Linked DNA regions of Xenopus laevis: region 1 is linked to region 2. The links are chromatin contacts, called in public Hi-C maps. All regions are on one chromosome and are shown on one strand. Each heading gives the region's core, a stretch centred on a gene start, on an enhancer-like site or on the middle of the called end of the contact. The rest is flanking DNA. Distances are from core to core; before and after follow the strand shown.

The links. A called contact is a pair of places that touch in the nucleus more often than the background predicts.
Region 1: a contact with region 2 is called in a Hi-C map of the XTC cell line, with 3 times the contacts expected there. The contact joins the promoter of sdc1.L here to the enhancer-like site in region 2. A contact is called at or near these places in 2 of 4 Hi-C or Micro-C datasets (the XL177 cell line and the XTC cell line).

What each region holds. Positions count from the first base shown.
Region 1 is chr5L:154,594,710-154,598,740 of Xenopus_laevis_v10.1, forward strand. sdc1.L (syndecan-3) reads right to left here and starts at 2,657. Exons shown (of 5, transcript XM_018264044.2): 1 at 2,409-2,657. The coding sequence starts at 2,468.
Region 2 is chr5L:154,456,061-154,459,739 of Xenopus_laevis_v10.1, forward strand. No RefSeq gene overlaps it. Among protein-coding and RNA genes, the nearest start is that of laptm4a.L, 27 kb to the left of the region's middle. Within about 2 kb of position 2,326, at least 2 of the 7 cell types and tissues checked have an H3K27ac peak or open chromatin away from gene starts, as enhancers often do.

The DNA.
Region 1 (4,031 bases), core at 1,407-3,906, 140 kb after region 2:
TTCAAAAATTTGGATTATTTGGATAAAATGGAGCCTATGGGAGACCGCCTTTCCGTAATTCGAATCTTTCTGGATAATGGGTTTCCGGGTAACGGATTCGCTTGTATGCAAGCAAATCTGCTTCATGGAAAATAAAAATAAATTGTTCACCTAGAAACCCCAATAGTTGCATTCTCATTCCTGCAACCTCCTGTGATTCCCTCATGTGAGCAAATGGTGCCATGAGACGCTTTGTACTTAAATAAATTCTAAAACCAATTTATTCTGGAGGCAAAAAAGCAGAAGAGAGGAAATTGTGCCCCAACAAGTAGTCTCCCTGGAGAGTTTTTTTCCGTGTCACTAGCCCTGGGGCATTGGATGGTTTTGTGTCACTAAGGGTTAACAAAAAGGAACAGTAACATCCTGGTGCATTTACACAACACACACTATTTCGGAACCTCCCTCCAGCATTTTCAGTCTGCTCTTCCCATGTGCCGTTTATAGCGGGATAAAAAGAAAGGGAGGTTCAGATATGTACAGAGACCACAGCACCCCACGGGGCACCTTAAAGCGGGTGCCACTGTACTGAGCTACTTGTGACTCAACTCTGTGTAATTTGGACTCACTGCCCGGGTATCTGCAGTGTAAGGGTTAATACAAGGGGATCTGATTAGAGTGTGTGTGGTTGGTAACAGGCATGGGGTTTTAACCCTCTGAATAGGAGACACCACTCAATGAGTTAAGTCTATGAAAAGGGATCAGATACTTTTTACTTTTGCATTAAACCAGCAGTGCAGGGGTAAACACCTGGATAGATCAATGGAAAGTTTCCCCAGTAACCAGAGACTAGGACAATGGAGGGGTTGGTTGGGGGGGGATTTTTAAGGGTTAAAGCGTTGGTTCATCTTTATTTTAACGTTTAGCATGTTATAGAATGGCAGATTCTAGACAACTTTTCAATTAGTCTTTATTCATTTGTTATAGTTTTGCAATTATTTGCCTTCTTCTGACTCTTTCCAGCTTTCAAATGGGGGTCCCTGACCTCATCGAAAAAAACAAACACTCTGTAAGGCTACAAATGTATTGTTATTGCTACTTTTTGTTATTCATCTTTCTATTCATATTGCAGTCTAGTATTCAAATCAGTGCATGGTTACTTATCTTTCTATTCAGTCCATCTCCTATTCATATCCCAGTCTTATTCAAATCAATGCATGGTTGCTAGGGGAATTTGGACCCTAGCAACCAGATAGCTGAAATTGCAAACTGGAAGCTCCTGAATAAAAAGCTAAATAACGCCAACACCACAAATAATAAAAAATGAAAACAATTGCAAATTGTCTCAGAATATCATTCTCTACATGATACTAAGAGTTAACTCAAAGGTGAACAACCCCTTTAAGTCAATTAAATCACAGGAGAATCAGCATTGACTGATCACTTAATGATTTTCCTGGTGAGTGCAACTGGTAATATGAGACTGGCTGCTGCTGCCTGAAGTTAACCCTCTCAGTGAAGAGGCGACAAGTGGTTAAGCCCAAGAGAAAACAGTGCTAAACACGACATCAGCAGCGCACAGGTTAAAAGTGAGGCTCTCACTCATCACTAATGACTTCCCTGCTGGGAGTAGTTAATACACCATGAGGCTGCAGGTGAACAAAGGGTTAAAGGGGTGGTTCATGTTCAAACTTACTTTTGTAGAGAGTGATATTCTAAGACCATTTGCAATTTGTTTTCATTTTTTTATTTGTGGCTTTTGAGTTATTTAGATTTTTATTAAGCGGCTCTCCAGTTTGCAATTTACGAAATCTGGTTGCTAGGGTCCAAATTCTCCTAGCAACCATGCACTGATGTGAATAAGAGACTGGAATATGAATAGGAGAGGCCTGAATAGAAAGATGAAGAATACAAAAGTAGCAATAAATATACATTTGTAGCCTTACAGAGCATTTGTTTTTTTTAGATGGGGTCAGTGACTCCATTTGAAAGCTGAAAAAAAGAAGAAAAAGGCAAATAATTCAAAAACCATAAAAAATAAAGACCAATTGAGAAGTGGCTTCGAATTAGCCATTCTATAACATACTGATAGTTAAGGTGAAGCGTCCCTTTAAGCAGAGCAGCCCACACCTGGAGAGAGAGGAAAGGAGCTGCTGGTTTGGGGGAGCCCATTGTACAAAAGTAGGGGGCACCCCTGTAGTATGAAAGTGAAAGGATTAGAGGCAGGAGAAGCGGGATGAGTTAAACAAAACACCTACAAGTGACACCACAACTGTTCCACCACAATATGACTCGACTATCCGACCCCTAAGCTCTGTAATGGTCTCGCCTGTCCCAAGCGGTGTCCAACCTGTTGCAGCACTACAACTCCCTGCAGCTTTCCCGCGAGTCGCAGCTGTGGGTCAGGTATCAGCTAAAGGGAATAGACTCACCGTTACAGCCAGCGAGCAGCACATTCCCAGCAAGCACAGGGCAGCCAGTAACTTGTCCATCGTATCAGTGTGCGCTGTCCCCTCGCTCTCTCTCTCTCTCTCACTCTGTGTGTGTCCCGGCAGCGCGTATGGAATGACTCCTCTCTCTCTTTCTTTCTCGCTCTCCTTGGGATGTGCGATCCTGCCCTGGGAAGGAGGGGGAGCCTCTAGGCAAGCGCCACCCCGCTCTGCCCAACAGCGACCCCAGCGCGCCACCTACAGGCCATTACACTGGTACTGCAAGAGACAAGCGCAGCACCTGGTGTCTTTACCTGCCGCGCTGTGTATGCTGGGATTTGTGTCTCCAGTGTAGCCCCGCCCATCTAACGCTACAATAGTGTATGGCTCTGAATTCTAATGCTGTATCCTTGCTATTAATGGGGTTAATCACTGTCAGGATAACTTCTAATATGTTATAGATTGGCTCCTTCTAAGCAACTTTTCAATTGGTCCTCATTTATTGTTTTTGAGTTATTTGCCGCCTTCTGACTCTTCCCAGCTTTTCACTCCCCACTGGGACCCCAAGCTCACTCCCCACTGGGACCCCAAGTTCACTCCCCACTGGGACCCCAAGCTCACTCCCCACTGGGACCCCAAGTTCACTCCCCACTGGGACCCCAAGTTCACTCCCCACTGGGACCCCAAGTTCACTCCCCACTGGGACCCCAAGTTCACTCGCCACTGGGACCCCAAGCTCACTCCCCACTCGGACCCCTATCTCACTCCCCACTGGGACCCCAAGTTCACTCCCCACTGGGACCCCAAGCTGACTCCCCACTGGGACCTTAAGTTCACTCCCCACTGGGACCCCAAGTTCACTCCCCACTGGGACCCCAAGCTCACTCCCCACTGGGACCTTAAGTTCACTCCCCACTGGGACCCCAAGCTCACTCCCCACTGGGACCCCAAGTTCACTCCCCACTGGGACCCCAAGCTCACTCCCCACTGGGACCCCAAGCTCACTCCCCACAGGGACCCCGAACTCACTCTCAACCCAGAGCCCCAGCCCCCACGCCACAGGGGCACAATTAGGGGGTACAGACGGTACTCCAGCCAGGGGCCCCATGAGACACAATACTGGGATTCATAGGTGATGGAGATGACCTGATATTTCTAGTGCTGGGAATTCTTTTTTTATTGGGGCCCCAAGTCAACAAGGAGCTAATACCTGGTGGGAGGGTGGTTGAGTTCCAATATTGGTTAGTGATGAGCGAATCTGTCCTGTTTAGTTTTTGCCGAAAAATCACATTAAAGTCAATAGGCGTTTTTTTCTTATGGTCATTTTTCTTGGGCGAATTTTTGCCACAGCAACTTTTCACTGCAGTTTCAAAATTTAGAATGTCGTTGTAAATCCATGGCTGGGGAATAAATTCGCTCATCACTACTGATGGTGGCCCTGAATACACATTTTCTGACAGATGAAGGGGCCAACTTGGTTATTTTAAATGTAGGATAAAGCAGTGCTGAAATGCTAAATAATAAAGGGGAAATGAAGCCTTTGAGTGAATAAAGAATGAATAACAGGGGAGCAGCGTGCAGCATTACTCAAGTACAAGTTGCAGCATGTGTCATATAGAAATGGTT
Region 2 (3,679 bases), core at 1,076-3,575:
ACAACTGGAAACAAATCCAAAAGACAGGGATGAGCATCTAGCAGAAACCACTTCATAACTTTCTCCCAATGACTCAAGAATTGTTTCTCTTGCCAAAACCAGAACAAGCATCAAGGCCAATATTTTATTTTAGATTCCAGTGAAGTCATTGCGGACAAGCACAGCTTAAGGCTAAGAATGGTTACACTTCGTCTTTGATCGTCCTGTGTTTATAAGAGGAAAACCTCAATGAAATCTCTTGTTCCGCTCTTTTACTTCTTAGTCTTCAGTCTTTGTTTCCTCAACAAATTCCTGAGCCATTATGTCTTTTATTGTTAGTTCTGATGCTGACAAACAAATCATTTGGATGGGTTGTTTGCTTGATCCCCTGCTCTCCTTCTCCAAAACACACAGATTACCTTTAAAATAAATCGGATACATCGTAATGAAATTTAAATTTAATTACAAGTTGTTTACCAGTCGGTAAAGTGGTTTCCATTTTTTTAAATTTTCCCCAAGGCTATTTACCCTTTTATAAAATAAAACACATTCTTTGAAGCTGTGGGTTTGACTTTGAAATAACCACAGTTCTAGAAAAATCGGAGGGATCCAATATATACATGGCCGTGTGGATTTCCATTAGTTACAATTGCTAAAGAGCTGACAAAATAAATATTCGTACATTAAGAGCCCTGGTTATAAGGCGCCACCCATGCTGGAATTGGCACTTTATAAAGATTTGAAACAATTCCTTTGAAGTCACCAGGATTTTAGAGTAGTTGCAAATGTGGCAATGGAATGGTCTTCCAAGTAGAAAAAGTTACTGAAATCTCATGATTTCATGATAAATGATAAAATTAGTGTCATATAGTAAAGCATCGATGAAGTCTTCTTATCAAATAGATCTTCATCCTCACCCAGAAAATATTGGGGCTTTGCCAGATGTAAGTTGTTGACAAACTGCAGTGGAAATTAATTTGGAAGAAGATGCTGAAGCTCTTAAAAATATGAGAAAAAAATAGCAATAACAGAATGAAGCATTTTAGTCTGTATCTAAAGAGGTTGTAAAAACAGGCAATGTGTTTCAACTGTGGCCATTTTTCTTACTTAACGCTTTATAGATAGCCCTCTAAATCACTAGGAAAAAATTCATCTGAAAATTGAATTTTGCTCCCAACTACAAAGTGTTACCTGAGACTTACCTGTCTCTCATATTTTTATATCTGATAGAAACACAGAGTAGCTCCCCATTAATAATTGCTAAAAGAAAGAGTTCTAGAATAGAGTATTAAATGGTATCTTTTGCTGGAGGATCTTTGTGGAAGTTAAAGGGATACTGTCATGGGGAAAAAAAATAATTTCAAAATTAATCAGTTAATAGTGCTGCTCCAGCAGAATTCTGCACTGAAATCCATTTCTCTAAAGAGCAAACAGATTTTTTTATGTTCGATTTTGAAATCCGACATGGGGCTAGACATATTGTCAATTTCCCAGCTGCCCCAAGTCATGTGACTTGTGCTCTGATAAACTTCAATCATTCTTTACTGCTGTACTGCAAGTTGGAGTGATATCACCCCCTCACTCCCCCCCCAGCAGCCAAACAAAAGAACAATGGGAAGGTAACCAGATAACAGCTCCCTAACACAAAGTAACAGCTGCCTGGTAGATCTAAGAACAACACTCAATAGTACAAACCCATGTCCCACTGAGACTCCTTCAGTTACATTGAGAAGGAAAATCAACAGCCTGCCAGAAAGCATTTCTCTCCTAAAGTGCAGGCACAAGTCACATGACCAGGGGCAGCTGGGAAACTGACAATATGTCTGGCCCAGTGTCAGATTTCAAAATGAAATATAAAAAAATCTGTTTGCTCTTTTGAGAAATGGATTTGAGTGCAGAATTCTGCTGGAGTAGCACTATTAACTGATGCGTTTTGAAAAAAACATGTTTTCCGATGACAGGATCCCTTTAAGGTGGCCAAACATGGCCTGGTTTATTGGCTGATTTGAGTAGTAGAAGTGATCTCCAACCAGTGGCTCATGAGCAACATTTTGCTCCCAAACACCTTGGATGTTGCTGCCAGTGGCCTCAAAGCAGGTGCTTATTTTTAAATTCCAGGCTTGGAGACAAGTTTTGGTTGTATAAAAACCAGCTGTACTGCCAAACAGAGTCTCCTGTAGGCTGTCAGTCCTTATAGCCAAATAGCCAATCAATGCCCTTACTTGCCACTCCCTGGGACTTTTGTCATGCGTGTTTTGTTCCCTAAATCTTTTTACAATTGAATGTGGCCAAAGCCTCTTTATGATGCATGTATAAGGCCTAAGGCCTGGGGGCTGAGATTGTTCAAAAGAGCTGGACTGGATGACTAGCTGTATGGCACAAAAGGAAAGGAGGACTAGAAAGAAGGACAGGGTCGGACTCAGCCGGCGGGACACCAGGGAAAAACCCTGTGGGCCCTGGCCCTGGTGGGCACCGTCGGCCCAGACTCGATCCCCAACGGCAATCCCCCAGGCTGCTGATCTCCCTCCCCTGACTCTCTGAAGGAAGGTTTAATTTACACTCATCTGAAAAAGCTGGAGGGCAGGTGGCGGCGGCCTCTGTAGGAAGGGGTGTAGGGGTGCTTGTTTGGTCTTGCACCCACCAGTCCGACCCTGAAGAAGGGGACAACAGAACAGATAAGAGAAGGAAAAGAAAATGATATACTAGGGGGAAGGAAGGGAGAAGAAGAAATAATAGCAGGGACAATAAAAGAGATACTGGAAAGTGTGATAAACAAGTGGAGTGTAGGAGGGAAATTGGGGGACCCGAAGGTGGGTGTAACAGTAGCTAGCAGTACATTTCTCTTAGGGAGCCCTCTCATGGCCTAAAATGTAACAAAATTGTAGCAATACTCTACTACCGGTATGAGACCTGTTATCCAGAATGCTTGGGACCTGGTGTTTTCCGGTTAAGGGATCTTTCCGTAATTTGGATCTCATACTTAATGGGGCAGATTTATCAAGGGTCAAAGTGAAAATTGGAAGTAAAAAAATGTGAATTTCGAGCTATTTTTGTGTACTTCGTTTCAAATTCAATCGAATGCGCTAAAACTTCGATACGAACAATTCGAATATGGCCTATTCACCAGAACACGGCCTATTCACCCGATTTTTTAAATAAATTTACATTGGTTTTTTTTTATTCGAATTTCAAAGTTATGGGAGTTAAAAAAAAACTTACTTGGGAAAGGCGCCGACCCCAACAACCTACACAAGGCCAGACTTATTTGGAGAGGCTGGGGGAACAGGAAGCTGGTTGATATGGAAGTTCAAAAAAACTTCCATTACTGGAAATTCGACTCTTGATAAATCTGCCCCTTATTCTATTAAAAAATCATGTAAATATTAAATAAAGCCAACAGGATTGTTTTGCCCCCAAATAAGGATTAATTATATCTTAATCGGGATCAAGTACAAGTTACTGTTTTATAATTACAGACAAAAAGGAAATCATTTTTAAAATTCTGAAATATGTGGTTAACATTGACTCTATGGGAAATGGCATTCCTGTAATTCAGAGCTTTATGGATAACAGGTTTCTGGATAACGAATCCCATACCTGTACACGTCACGGGCAGTTACCCATAGTCGGTGACTGGCTTTTATAAGTACTGGTGAAGATGTCTAAGCAACAAAGTTTGGGAGAGATACTAAAATAATTT